Regions from separate parts of the Pan troglodytes genome. Here region 1 is linked to region 2. Evidence: chromatin contacts called from public Hi-C data. All regions are on one chromosome and are shown on one strand. Each heading gives the region's core, a stretch centred on a gene start, on an enhancer-like site or on the middle of the called end of the contact. The rest is flanking DNA. Distances are from core to core; before and after follow the strand shown.

Region 1 (2,700 bases), core at 189-2,688, 110 kb before region 2:
TTTTAAGGGAAGACATTTTTAAATAAGATATTTCTTAAAATTAGATTTATTATACTCATCAAGTAAATGATATTGTCTTAACAGCAACAAATAGAGTTGATTTAAAATCAGATCAAATGGTATAGTAAGCAAATATTACATTTGCGAATTTTTCCCTTTCACAACTTCCTCTGATTTTAGGTTTGAACATCCTTGGGAAACATCTAACACTAAAATTTTAAAATATTTTATTATGTAGAAGGGCATTAAAAATAGTTTACAAAGCTTCTATTTTCCATTATTCCTCAAATTTGCATTTCTTGATTTTTTTTTTACTCTCTCCAAAGCTTTAACAGATAAAGTATCTCAGCAGAAGACTTAATTGGAAATAAATGAGCTCATAGTTATATCTGTTATTGCCTTCATACCTTCTTTAGCTGCCAGAATGTTCTATAAATGTTCACTGATAACTAGTTTAGTGGGCTTGCCTCATCACACAGTACATAAATCACTACTGATTTAACTAAGTCATTTGGGCTTTGAATTCAGTACTCAGTACACACACACATGCACATACACACACACACACACAAAATTATGTTTTGTGGAATTTAAGAACAGTGTTTAATAACATGCTGGTATAGCGTGGGTAGTTTTTAAAGTGGGTTTGGTTTTGTCCTCCACATTAGCAGTGAGAAGTTTCTGTGTATTTTTTCACATCTAAAAATACCAGTAGAAAGCAGTATTTCTGAGGATGGTTAAGTAATTTAACAGATGAGTTATAATCTATTTGTTTTAACTGAAATAACAAGTACATCAGTTGAAGGGTAAATAAATATCCTCTTGTTTTCTGAAACTTATCTGTATCATCAAGCGTAACTTTGAACTAGTAAGGAAACAATCACTTTCTCCACATTGACCCAGGAAGCTGCACTACCTCCCTCTGAGAGGAGATAACAGTATTGTCCAGAATAATCAGGCAAGATCTTGAAAAGATAAATCCCAAGGAGAGGATGAAAATGACAAGAACTGCATGCTTTCCTATGCTACAACCACAGCTTGCATCTGTCTCACAGAAAAGACAAAAATATGAATAAGAAAGGAAATAGTGAATGAAGCATGAAAATCTAAAGAAAACCAGATCACAAGGAGATTTCTTTTTTCATTTATTTTCAGGAAATACATAAATAAAAACTATCATAAAAATTAGCCTGTTTGTATCAGGGCAGGGGGAGCGGCACTTACATAAAAAGAGGAAAAATAATTTAAAAATTATTTAAAATACCTAAGAGCTTCAGTTTCCTATTAAGATGATTCATTAGCCCAGGTGAAATGAGAATGAAGCAAGAATTTGATAACAAAGAAAAATAACAAACACCTCTTTGAAAGGGAGTCTAGAGCTATTGTGAACTGGTCTGACCAGTGGTAGCCACGGTCAGGGATAAGTGGAGTTGGGGGAGGGGAGTTGTTGGAGGCTATTTGAGAGGACAGGCTGAAGAAAAATATTTTCGTTTTCCTAACTCTCCCCTGTCTTCCTCTAGGGCAATTATTGGTTGTTCCTTCCTTGTTAAGGATGCTAAGCCCAGGCCCAGGATTCAGATTGCTGAATTTCTTGGGAGAAAGGAGGAAAAACTGTATGGAGTTACTGGTCACATGTGGCATTCACTCCTCCACCCTACTGTCTGTCAACCTTCAGGCTTGATGACATATAACGGAGGAAGATGTGCTTCCTCCCTGTGCTTTTATGCCTAAGAGAGTTTAGGGGGTGAAATTCTGACCAGGGAAGTTACCTGGCTACAAAGGGAAGTGACCAAAAGTGATTTCTTCATGTTTGGAGCACATTCTGTCCCTTCTCCTTGGATTCACCTGAAAGGACTGACCTTCCCCAAACATCATACTAGCTGGAATAAATAATGTCTGCAGGGGGACTTAAGCTCAAAGGACAAAATAGAGAATGCACAAAAAATACAGCTACTTCAAAAGAAAGGCAACAAACTCAACAATATATATCATGCTACCAAAACTGATAGATGAGGAATTTAAAATAAGCATGCCAGCAATATACTCAAGGAAATAATGGAAGATAGTAGCAAAATAAAATGTGAAAAAGAAGTCATTAAAAAGAACAAAGAGGAAATACGGTAAAAAATATCAGAAGTAAATAAAAATATACATAGTTTTTAAGTGAAGGGGCATGAGCATTTAAGTTATACATGCAGCATTAAATAAATAACTGAAATACAAGAAACAACGGATGAGACAGCAGCAAAGCTATAGCGTAAGAAGGATTTTGATATAATTTGGATATTTGCCCCCTCCAAATCTCATGTTGAAATATGATCCCCAATGTTGGTGGTGGGGCCTGCTGGGAGGTATTTGGGTTGTAGGTGTGGATCCCTCATGAATGGCTTGGTGCCTTCCCTGTGGTGAGTTCTCCCTCTATTAGTTCACAGGGGAGCTTGGTTTAAGAGCCTGGCATCTCTCTTGCTCCCTCTCTCACTATGTGACATGCCTGCTCCCACTTTGCCTTCCACCATCAGTGGAAGCTTCTTGAGGCCTCACCAGAAGCCAAGCAGATGCTGGTTCCATGCTTGTACAACCTGCAGAACCATGAACTAAATAAACATTTTTCTTTATACATTTCCCAGCCTCACGTGTTCCTTTATAGCAATGCAAAAACGGACACAGATTGTACGATTCAAAAGATAAGATTGAAGAACT
Region 2 (2,700 bases), core at 119-2,618:
AAGTTAATTTTAGTTTTATAGAAAGGACAGAGAAGCAGATTGCTGTCTTTGCAGAAACTGTCTCCGTTAAGCTTATGAGAGTCTTACCTTTCTGGTTTCCTGGGCATTACCAGAGAGAAGGAAGCACTGTTTGTCCTGAGAGAATCCTTTCTTGCATCTGCTTGCCTGGGTTTCAGTGGATGTGTGTGGGACAGCCCCAGGGGCAGCGGCTGTGAGCTTCCTCGACCCTCGGAGGGTCAGAGTCTGGTAGAAGAGACAGATTGCCACCACTAAGCCCACCAAGAAGGGTCGGGGGCAAAATCGCCGACGACAAGGGAACACTGGGCGACAGACCATGACCAGTTCAGCTTCACTTGGCCCCTGTCCACGTTGCGGGAAAAGTCATAGCAGCTATTTTTTGTCAGCATGAAAAATACTAATCTGTCTTCTTTTTCCCCAACTCCAATCAAGTTAGCTTCATCCCCGCTTAAGAATTTTCCAAAAGGTTGTGCCAAAGAATCATAGGTCCCGAAAGTCTGAGGCATTTAATAAGAGCTCTTCCATGGATGACAGTCAAAAGTGGATGACCTGAGTTTAAAAAAAGACATCAAATAATAATAGTTGTAACGAATAACCTGAGTGTACCCCAGGCTGCCAAACTGTTGCTTCCAGCAATGCCTTATTTTCACATCTTTAAACTCACAGTAAAGGAGTCCAACTCTGCCTCAGCTTTGCAGGAAGAGAGAAAACAATACCAAAGTAAATCCGGAGTCTGAAAACAGCATTGAAGAACGCAAAAGATTAAAACCCAAAGTGCCTGTTGCACAGCTGAACTCAGGCCAGGTTGCCTTAGCAGTTCCTCAATTTTCCTCCGGTTTTAAAGCAGTCTTGCTTTCAGCCTTTTGTATGCTTCCCTTCATTTAGTTTTAAATTCCCACTGTCCTGTAAGTATTCACGGCTTTTAACATAAAAAGGGCATACGCAATTTGAATGGACATGGTTACTGTCAGGGTTTTTGCTTGAATTTGTTTCATTCCGTCTCAAGTTCAAAGTTCTATGTACTTACTCAGTTTTCATCCTTTTAGCCAGGAAAAAAAAAAGTTTCCATGATTTCCTAATGGATTGCTGATGAAAACCACTCGGAAGGAAACACCCAGTCGTATGACTCCAATTCATCTCACACACACACACAGAGACACACACACACACGCACACAGACACATAAACACACGCGCGCGCGCCCGCTGCACGCCCGGCGGGAGCAGAGGACCTCGGCATCGCAGCCACCCGGGGCCGGGCAGAGCGGGGCGGAGCTAAGGCCGGGTTCCTCTGGCCCTGGGGGCTGCTGGAGCAGCGCTGTCAGCCCTGTGTCCGAAACCGTGGGCTTCCCCACTTTGGAAACAGCAGCTAGCATTTCCCCAAATGAGGCTGCCCACCCAGAGCTGCAGAATTTAGAAACGTATCTGATGTCTGATCCTCTATGCAACTCCTTTTTCCTAATACAGAATTGGAAAAACAAATAGCCTTAGCCAATTGGTGACAAAGGTCGAGAATGAGACTAAAGTGAACTCCATGAGTGAATTGGGATATTCTTCACTCCAGGGAATTGTGGTTACTCTTCTGAGGATAAGAGGGTCACAAGTACTGTCTGGACCTCAGACAGCAAACACCAGAATAACTCAGTCGTCTCTCTGTGCCTTAGTATGGAACTCAGATCACAGATGTTCTTATTACTCCTTTCCTGGACTAATTAATTGGGTCTTTCAATGATCTGATGCTTCATGGCCTGACATTTTGCTCCTAAAATGAGTCGATTATAGCAGGTGTTGGGGGTAACTTTTGCCCAGTAGATAAAGGTACACAGTGGGCTTTGTCCAGAATCAGCTCAGTCTAATTCTGTGCAGACCTTCGGTTGGACGCTGCTAATAGTGCAATACTGCAAACCCCCTTCCACGTTTGCTGAGGCTGTCAAGGCGAAAGGAAATCAGTCCTTGCTTTGCGAACTCTGGATACCCAGGGCTGTCTTAGCGCATAGCAGGCATTATTTAAAGGCTCTGGACCTGAAGAGGTTTTCAAACTTGTTTCTAAGCCAAACTCTTGTGGGTTGAGGTTCTCCGTGAGGCCACACCCCTAGAGTGAGCCTCACCCAGAGGCACGCTGCTGTCAGCCCCTTGTATTTTGAGAGACGGAGCGCCCCCTAGGGGTGCCCAGCTAGCACAGATTCAGAGAAATGGGCATCTAGAGTTCCTTGCTTGTGAGAAAGAGACCCTTTTAACATCCTATAGAACAAATTAATTAACACATTACAGAAGAAATATTCACACGGAAGCTGGATTTATCCCAAGCCCTTGCATGTATCGCCTCCAGTGGCTTTAATATTATTTTATGTATAGGTTCAGAGTCCTTAATCTTATGACAAATGGGATAGAGAAAAATAAAGTGATGCTTCACTTTTAGAAGCCAAAAGAGTTTTAAGAGAAAATGGCTAAACAGTGGTGTTGTAGGACATATCGTTTTGGTGGATGCAATGTGATTTGAGAGATAATAAGAATTATGAGATTTCTAAATTGGAATCCAGGGTGTGACAATGCTGTTACTGAGTGATAAGGAATAGGCAGACAGTTCTATTAAGTTCTGTTAAGGCAAGAAGTCTGAAAAACAGAGTTTGGGGAATCTGAAGAGTCATTCTTATGCTTTATTAAATTTTTGAGAACAAGGTAC

What was found. Hi-C and Micro-C count contacts between places; a contact is called where the count stands out from the background.
Region 1: a contact with region 2 is called in a Hi-C map of induced pluripotent stem cells, with 2.5 times the contacts expected there. The contact joins the enhancer-like site here to the promoter of CPED1 in region 2. A contact is called at or near these places in 4 of 7 Hi-C or Micro-C datasets (induced pluripotent stem cells, a lymphoblastoid cell line and stem cell-derived neural progenitor cells) and 1 of 1 other capture datasets (stem cell-derived neural stem cells).

Annotation. Positions count from the first base shown.
Region 1 is chr6:136,522,044-136,524,743 of NHGRI_mPanTro3-v2.0_pri, reverse strand. All of the region lies in intron 7 of CPED1 (cadherin like and PC-esterase domain containing 1), which reads right to left. Among named protein-coding and RNA genes, the nearest start is that of CPED1, 110 kb to the right of the region's middle. Within about 2 kb of position 1,438, at least 1 of the 24 cell types and tissues checked has an H3K27ac peak or open chromatin away from gene starts, as enhancers often do. A contact at or near this core is called in induced pluripotent stem cells, where this site is marked.
Region 2 is chr6:136,407,499-136,410,198 of NHGRI_mPanTro3-v2.0_pri, reverse strand. CPED1 (cadherin like and PC-esterase domain containing 1) reads right to left here and starts at 1,368. Exons shown (of 23, transcript XM_016945383.4): 1 at 1,046-1,368; 2 at 88-567. The coding sequence starts at 336.